3 separate regions of the Gossypium hirsutum genome follow, and regions 1 and 2 are each linked to region 3. A link is a contact called in public Hi-C data. All regions are on one chromosome and are shown on one strand. The core of a region is the stretch at or near the end of the contact, and the rest is flanking DNA. Distances in the headings are between cores, read along the strand shown. Region 1 holds the start of LOC107957146 (protein IQ-DOMAIN 1). Region 2 holds the start of LOC107931359 (mitochondrial import inner membrane translocase subunit TIM14-1). Region 3 holds the start of LOC107957148 (elongation factor 1-alpha).

Evidence for each region. Hi-C and Micro-C count contacts between places; a contact is called where the count stands out from the background.
Region 1: a Hi-C map of leaf shows a contact between it and region 3, with 3 times the contacts expected there. The contact joins the promoter of LOC107957146 here to the promoter of LOC107957148 in region 3. A contact is called at or near these places in 8 of 34 Hi-C or Micro-C datasets (callus and leaf).
Region 2: a Hi-C map of leaf shows a contact between it and region 3, with 3 times the contacts expected there. The contact joins the promoter of LOC107931359 here to the promoter of LOC107957148 in region 3. A contact is called at or near these places in 4 of 34 Hi-C or Micro-C datasets (all in leaf).

The regions. Positions count from the first base shown.
Region 1 is chrA05:87,178,910-87,181,609 of Gossypium_hirsutum_v2.1, forward strand. It overlaps LOC107957146 (protein IQ-DOMAIN 1), which reads left to right and starts at 1,382. Exons shown (of 6, transcript XM_041112573.1): 1 at 1,382-1,691; 2 at 1,932-2,013; 3 at 2,098-2,397. The coding sequence starts at 1,945.
Region 2 is chrA05:87,204,344-87,207,142 of Gossypium_hirsutum_v2.1, forward strand. LOC107931359 (mitochondrial import inner membrane translocase subunit TIM14-1) reads left to right here and starts at 1,420. Exons shown (of 3, transcript XM_016863241.2): 1 at 1,420-1,658. The coding sequence starts at 1,656.
Region 3 is chrA05:87,047,432-87,050,131 of Gossypium_hirsutum_v2.1, forward strand. LOC107957148 (elongation factor 1-alpha) reads right to left here and starts at 1,325. Exons shown (of 3, transcript XM_016892582.2): 1 at 1,152-1,325; 2 at 1-363. The coding sequence starts at 343.

The DNA.
Region 1 (2,700 bases), core at 132-2,631, 130 kb after region 3:
TGCATGATTTTGGTGCCTTTTGAGGGCTTAATTATACGTGTAAAATGGATTATAGGTACATGTTGAAAAGGGTGAGAAAATGGCTTGTAAAATAGCCTATTTTCGTCCACACAGGTAGAGACACGGGCATGTGTCTCAGTCGTGTGTGACACACGGCCAGGTAGCACGACCGTGTGTCCCCTATAGTTTTCAAAAGGTTGCAAGTTAGGTTTTACATGGCCTAACACACGGCCTAACACACAAGCGTGTGAGGTTATTTCAAAGGGTATGTGTGACCCAAGTCAGTGAGTTACACGGGCACGGACAGGGGCTGGGACACGACCGTGTGTCCCTATTTCGAATGCTTACGTAGCCTAAGACATGGGTGTGTCTTTTGGCCATGTGACCCCTTCAGTTTGTAAATTTTCATCTTTTCCCTAAAATTTCTATATGTTCCTGATTTAGTTTCGATTTGTTTCTAATGTATTTTTAGAGCCTCGAGGGCTCTTATAAGAGACAATATGTATGCTATTGATTGGTTTTACTGTGATTGATGATATGAATTACATAAACTAAAATTTTTTTATAGTTCTGAAATTTAAACTCCGGTAATGCTCTGTAACCCTATTCTGATAACAGATACAGGTTAGGGGTGTTACATAGAATATATTATCTTGTTATTTTTTTATTTGAGTATTATTTACAAAAAAAAATATCAAATAATAATAACAGGAATAACAACAACAATAAGGGTAAACTACACTTGTAGTTACTCAACTATTGGTAAATATTTTTTTTAGTCACTCAACTATTTGATTTTTTATTTTGTCAGCGAAGGTTAAATGACTAATGGGAAGATGACTCGACAACTTTTAAAATTGATAAATAACAAATTTAACCATCGACATTTATGCATTGAGTCAATTTAATTTTGGTTCTAAAAAAAATTAATCTTCAACGTCTACACATTGTGATTTTTTTTTTCAATTTTGATTTTTGTTTGTGACGCTTTCACCTAAAAATCTAAAAAAAAAATCTATCAACTAATTTTGATCGAAAATATATCAAAAATAAAAACACCAAATTCAATATAATAGTTTTCATCTTCTTTTCGTTCTTTTAAAATTAACCATAAATGTCTCAAATAAAAATAAAATTACAAAAAAAATAATTATAAAATGTGTAAATATTAAGAATATTTTTTTAAATTAAGATTAAATTAATTTAATGTATAAATATTAACAGTTAAATTTTAAAAACTGTGAAATTATATTTGTGTCGGTAAAAACGGATGACTAAAGAATTTTGGAATAATGGAATGACTAAAAAAGTTAAAAGGAATTTGACGAGTAACGCTAATAATAACAATAATAATAGTAAGACAACTTTTTGTAGTGTACTTGCTTGGTGTTGCCGCAGCAGTTATGTTTTGTTGCTTGTTTTGGTTAATTTATTTTAAAGTGGTCTATGGGACTTTCTGGGTCCCAACTTTTCTTAGTTATCCTCTGCAAATGCCAACCTGTTCTTTTATTATTATTTTCCGCCATTTTTGCTCTCTTTCAAGCATTTTTTTTTTGCCTAGATCCACTTCTCTCTCTTTGATTTTTAATTACTGCATTTTTGTTTTAATACACAATAAGAACAACTAAGAGATAGAATGTGACTTATCAATCTTTTAACTGAGATCTGTGAGAATTTTTCTATGTACCAAGGTATTGTAAATTTTCAGTAGTTTCCTGGGTTCATTTTTGTTTTCATTTTGAACGTATTTATTGAGTTTTTGTCTTAATAAAAATGTTCAAATTTGGAAACTTTGATATGATTTTTTTTTTTTTGCTTTTAGTGAAGATCTTCTATTTCTGGAATCTGGGTTGTTCTTCATTTCTCAGATTGAATTCATTTTTCTTTTATAAATATTAATTCTCATTGAATTTCATGTTCTTGAAGAACAGGAATTATTTACAGATGGGAAAAAAAGGTGGCTGGCTTTCTATTGTGAAGAAAGCTTTGAGCCCTGAATCCAAGAAATCTCAGGTTTCAATGATTTAATTCATAATTTAATGGATTTCTTTTTTCGGTTTGGGTTTTCTTAGATTTGTTGTTTTTAATTAATTTCAGCACCAAACTCCAAAGCCAAAGAAAAAATGGTTCGGAAAAAGCAAAGATTTGAGCCCTGTGTCTGTGCCTGAAGAAACTGAAGTGATAACTGAAGATGCAAAGCTAAAAGAAGCTGAAAACGAACAAAGCAAACATGCCTACTCTGTGGCTCTTGCCACCGCTGTGGCGGCCGAGGCAGCGGTGGCAGCTGCTCAGGCGGCTGCTGAAGTTGTCCGTCTCACTTCTCAGCCGCGCCATCTGGGGAAGTCAAAGGAGGAAATAGCTGCTATCAGGATTCAAACAGCATTTCGTGGATATTTGGTATATATATATCATTACTTTTCTTTTCTTTTTTGCTTAATTTTGATGTTTTATGTTCTTATTTATTACTTAATGAATTCAAACATTTTTGAAGGATCCGAAAATACATTGTGTTCGCCTGTTCTTTATGTAAACATATACGTATGAACTTTAACTGGATTTTCCATTGTTGTCGTCCATGTCGGTCGGTGCTATTGCTTGAATTGAAAGTTGTTATTGATTTTGAAATGATCGTTGGACATTTTGTTCGTATCGGCCTTTCTTGATGATTACTTGTGGCTAATTATGTTGATGATGATTAGG
Region 2 (2,799 bases), core at 170-2,669, 160 kb after region 3:
GTTAGAATAAATAATAGATTGACCGGTTCCAAATATGAAAATACTTCTAGATGGTCATATAGTGGAAGCGGGCACTTTAGAAGAGACCTAAGAAATAACTAATAATTAAAACTCCAGAAGAGACTCAGGTACCTGAAATTGAAGATTAAAATAGTAAAAATAAGAGATATCGATAAGTTATATCAATTTGAGAAAATATGGAACCGATAATAAAAGTGGTCAATAATGGTTTTGCATGCAATGTTATTGTTGAAATAATGAAACAAAAAGAGGATCTTGAATAAATATATGGAATATATTGTTCAAAATAGAAAGATACAATTCGAGTACAATTAAATTCGTGGAGTTTTTGGACCAGTAGTCCAAATATCTAAAGGTATAAAACAAGTGAGGGTACAAATGAAGTAGTTTTGCAAAAACGAAATAAAAATATGAAGCTTTTTGCTAAGTCCTGGTATTAATTATGAAAAGATATAATATTATTTTATGGTGGATGCAATACCCTTTAGCTATATTATTAAACTGACAGTTTATAAAAAATTTAACATGCGTCTAATGGTTGTTGTTACAACCTTTTATGAATCATTACATAGTAAAGTTTATATTAAAATCCTTGAAGGATTTAGAATGTTAGAAACATATTGAAATTCTCGGGAAATTGTTCATTTATATGAATTGAAATAATTTGAACATATGTAATAAATTTGACTGGGTGAATAACAGTTGAAGGAGGATTATAAAATGATCCAAAGTACCTATTTATATTTTTATACAATAATTATGATTAAAGTTTCCAATGATTATTGTTGATACTCTTGAAGAGATCAAAATATATTTCCCCCAAAATTTGAAAAGCTAGTATTCAAGATTGAATATGCATAATATGAGATATTATGTGATTTTTTATGAGGAAGAGTAAATTCGCGCTGTACTCTTTTTTCCTTAACTAAGGTTTTGTCCCATTGGATTTTTTTGTAAGCTTTTTAATGAGACAACATATTATGCGTATTATAGATATTGTACTCTTTTTCCTTTCCTAGGAATTTTTTTCCCACAAGATTTTTATCTTAATAAGGTTTTAACGAGACACATTACCTACCAATGGACATCTAAGGGGGACTGTTAAGAATATCTTATTAAATGGATGTCCATCAAGATCAAGATAAATTTTGATCTCTTTTGCTTTCTCATTCTCTTTGTTCTTTGTTCTATATTCTTTGTCTTTTATTTTATAACAGTATATAATTTTTAAATATTATCATTTAGTTTTATAAAGCAACATTTATATTTACTAAATTATCAAATAATTTTTTAATATCAATTTCTGTATTAATTATTTAGTGATTAAATTTTCAATTTATTTAATATTAAAAAGTAAAATTAGTTTATATTACTAATATTCATAAATAAAATACAAATATGAAGTAGTAATATGAAATTGTAGAAGATTGGGGGACCCTAAAAAAGTTAAAACTGGTGAGGAGCATGGCCGGTCTAGACCACCTTTTAAATGAAACCAAATTACCTAAACAGAGCCCAAAACCTCGCTCGATTTTTCGTTTCACGGACAGAACCTGAAATACGAAAGCCGGAAGCCGTTTCAACATTTTCATCTTTGGATTTCTGAGGTTGTATCCCAAATCCCGTTAAGAAAAATGGTAAATTTCTAGATCCTTTTTATTAAAATTATTTCATTTTCCCATTTTTCTCTGTTTTGCCATTATGTTTTTGTTTGGATCTAATTAAATGCTTAATTTGGAGTATGAAAGTTCACCTTTTTTTTAGGAATTATTTTACTATGGATGCCATTCAGTTTCATAACATGAATAGAGAATTTGTTTCAGCTTAATATTTCTAAAAGTAAAAAGATTATTTTTTGGGGGGAGAAGTTGTTATGGCGTTGTGTACTTTCTTTTTAGTTCCAAGTATAAACCGAACTATGTTACCTGAGTTATTATTATTTAATATTCTGTGTCCAACACATATTTTGACAAATATATGGAATAATTGAGCTTATCTGTGTCGAAACATACCCGTTTTAGATACTCACCTTCGCGTCCAGTTATAATTTGTTTTGAATAAATCTGATGCTGATAGACTCCTCTGAGTTCAGGCAAAAGCCCCTTTTGTTTATGTTGTTGTTTAAAGTATGTCTGTTGGTAAACTCATGGAGATGTTGGGATTTGGCAGTTGATGTGATTTCCATGGTAGAGAAAGAGCCAAGGGAAGCTTCAGCCTTAGCTTATGTTTTTAAGTACTTGAGAGATATTTAATCTTCTTATCAATTTATTGCTTTCATGGTATGAAACGTTAGTTTCTTGTTTATCCTATGACTCCAGATTTCTTTCTAATGTTGCTTGAATTGAATATGAGAATGTGTCTGCCATAGGTATGTGTGCGTATCTATATTGAAGTTTTTCATGTATTTTGGGGGTCATATCTCCATATCTTAATATGCATTGGACACAGATACTTCACAAAAAATGAAAGAGTTGAGGAAACTTTTAGTTTATGGCATTTGGTCAGTTTGTTAGCCTTCAAAGAATTAGTAAAAAGATGAATCTTGAATGAATTAATAGCTTGTTGGCATTCAAAACCTATGTAACCTGGTCTCAAGGGGTGAGTATCAAATATAGGTATGTGTTTGACACGGATACTTTAGAGAGAATGAAGAGTCTGGAAAACATAGCTTAAAACTTATTAGAATTTGATGCGAAGTTAAAGAACTGCTTATGCTCACTAGTTGAACTCAAATTGTCTTTATTATGTGTTTGATACGGGTACTTTAAGGAATGAAAA
Region 3 (2,700 bases), core at 75-2,574:
TAAGGACAGCACAATCGGCCTGGGAGGTACCAGTAATCATGTTCTTGATAAAGTCACGATGTCCAGGGGCATCGATGACAGTGCAGTAATATTTGGTGGTCTCAAACTTCCACAGGGCAATGTCAATGGTAATACCACGTTCACGCTCAGCCTTCAACTTGTCAAGCACCCAAGCATACTTGAATGACCTCTTGTTCATCTCGGCAGCTTCCTTCTCAAACCTTTCAATGACACGCTTGTCAATACCTCCAAGCTTGTAGATCAAGTGGCCAGTGGTGGTTGACTTTCCAGAGTCGACATGGCCAATTACGACAATGTTAATGTGAGTCTTTTCCTTGCCCATTCTGCAGTATTAGCTTCAAGCTGCACCAACATATATATAGTTAAACCAGAATCCCATGCATAAACAATCAGTGAAAAAGGTAGCCAGAAAAACAATGAACATGTTTACCCCTGCATCCCAAAATTTAAAAAAAAAAATTAACAAATTAACACAACACGATACTTAAGCTAGTTTGATGTTTAAAATTCAACAGAATAAACCATAACATCAATTCTAATAGCATAGTTCCTACTTCATGCTTTAGAAGCAAAAATTAAGTAGCATATCTATTTTTCGCCCTTACTTTTCTACAATTTTTAAGCATCAACTTTTTTTTTTGGCAATGATTTAAGCATTAACTTTTATTGAACGAACAACTAAAGATACTATGATTTCACAGTTGAATAGAAAAATTACAGCAAAGTTCTCAAAATGGACCAAGAAAGCGCATTGATATCATAGTCTCCAAATTTTTTAAAATAAAAGTTGGTCAGAGATTGACTCACTTAAACAAAATGCACAAATCCAGAAATAATTATTCATATGAACGAAAACAAATCTACAGCCAAAAGAATCAATACAACGATCATAATAAACAACAATTTCTCTTAAAAGCTCAAATAAGATCTCCAAATTATTATCATACGATAAATCTAACAACAGTATTACAGAAAAAAAAAATCTCATCAGGAAAAAAAGAAGACAAAAATCAAAAGAGAGATCTAAATTACATTGAAATTAAAATAAAAAGTTAAGCCAGGCGAATAAAAAATAGAGCAAATAAAAATATGAAAGAATGGATTGAATAAATTAGATCTGAGAATGGAACCTAAGAAATAGAAGCGATCTGAAGCTGAAATCGTGGCGACAAAGCAGAAGAGAGATTATAATAGTAAGAGAGGTGATAGGGTTTTACAAGTGAGCTGCTCTCTCGTTCATTTTTATAGTCAGGTTTTAGCTTCTTTCTTTTTCTTCCTAAAATGTCCTTTTTCATATTTGTTTTGACAGATACGTCCTTCGGTTTCTTATTAGGGGCGTCGAGGTTTAATTTTCACGTATGTGGAGTATGATGTGGTTAAACGGACGTTTTTTATTGGTAAGTGGATATTACGTGCTTATCTTGTGAGTGGGAGTTATTCGCTTTAGGTTTGGGTTGGGTCCTTGGCTTACTATACAAATTGCAAGAATTAGTCATAAGGGATGGGCCTGGCCTTGAGCAGAAGTCGTATGGACACCGGCCATTGGCAGGCTTTTTGTCTGCACAAATTGCAATTGCAAACAAAAGGCCGTCTCATCGACTGGGATGTACCTGAGCAGCGGGAGATGAGAGATGAGCCACAGGTATTCCTTATTTGCTGGTGGGATCTATGTCAGGTTATTCCTTAAGGATCCCAATTTTCCTTTTACAAATCCCAAATAATTTTAATTATATCGTTTTTTGCATTTTTAATATTTTTTCACAGACTTACTTTTTTTAATTTCTAATATTTTTACAACTTTTAATAATTATTTGCAATCAAGATTTTGACATGGCACTATCAACAGTGAATGTTGATTTTGAATAATCCCAACCTACCGCATAAATATCGTAGACACTATATCTTTATTCTCTGTCGAAGTATCTTTACCACAACATATTTAGTAGTTATTTATTTATAAAATATTTGGATATCACTCTCATATTTGCCATTACAATCCTACTATCACCTTTGCCATAGCATTGCCAATTATTTACTAATTCTATATATTACTCAACATTGCATATTTACCTTAGTTTTGCCATAACATTTCATTCAATCATTTTGCCATAGCATTAACCCGACTTTATTAAAATAATTTGACCAACTTTGTGCCTCAATTCGATCCTCTTGGGAGCGATACTCACTCATCACTTTATTACTTGAACCGACGAGTATACTTGCACAAATTGCATATCATTTCACACGCGACAAGTTTTTGGCACTGTTGCTGGAGATCGACAATTTGGTGAAATTTGGTTTCGTTATTTTAGTTAGTAGTTTTATTTAATTTAGTTTTATTTAATTTTTACAAGTTTGCCATCAATGCATAAAGAGGCATTTCTACTAATACAAAATACCTTTTTGATCCAAATATTGACAGAACTTTGCGAAAAAAGAAAGAATTGAGAAAAATAGCTGGAAACAAGAATGATTTCAATAGTAATCCAAATTATTACAATAAGAATCCTCACATGGGGCGTGTGGTGGATGATCGAGATAGGCCAATCAGAGAGCATGTTATCCCGATCCTAGATGACTTGAATCCAGGAATAGTCAGACCGACTATACAAGCTCAGCAATTCGAGTTGAAACCGGTAATGTTCTAGATGTTACAAACTGTAGTGCAATTTGGTGGTT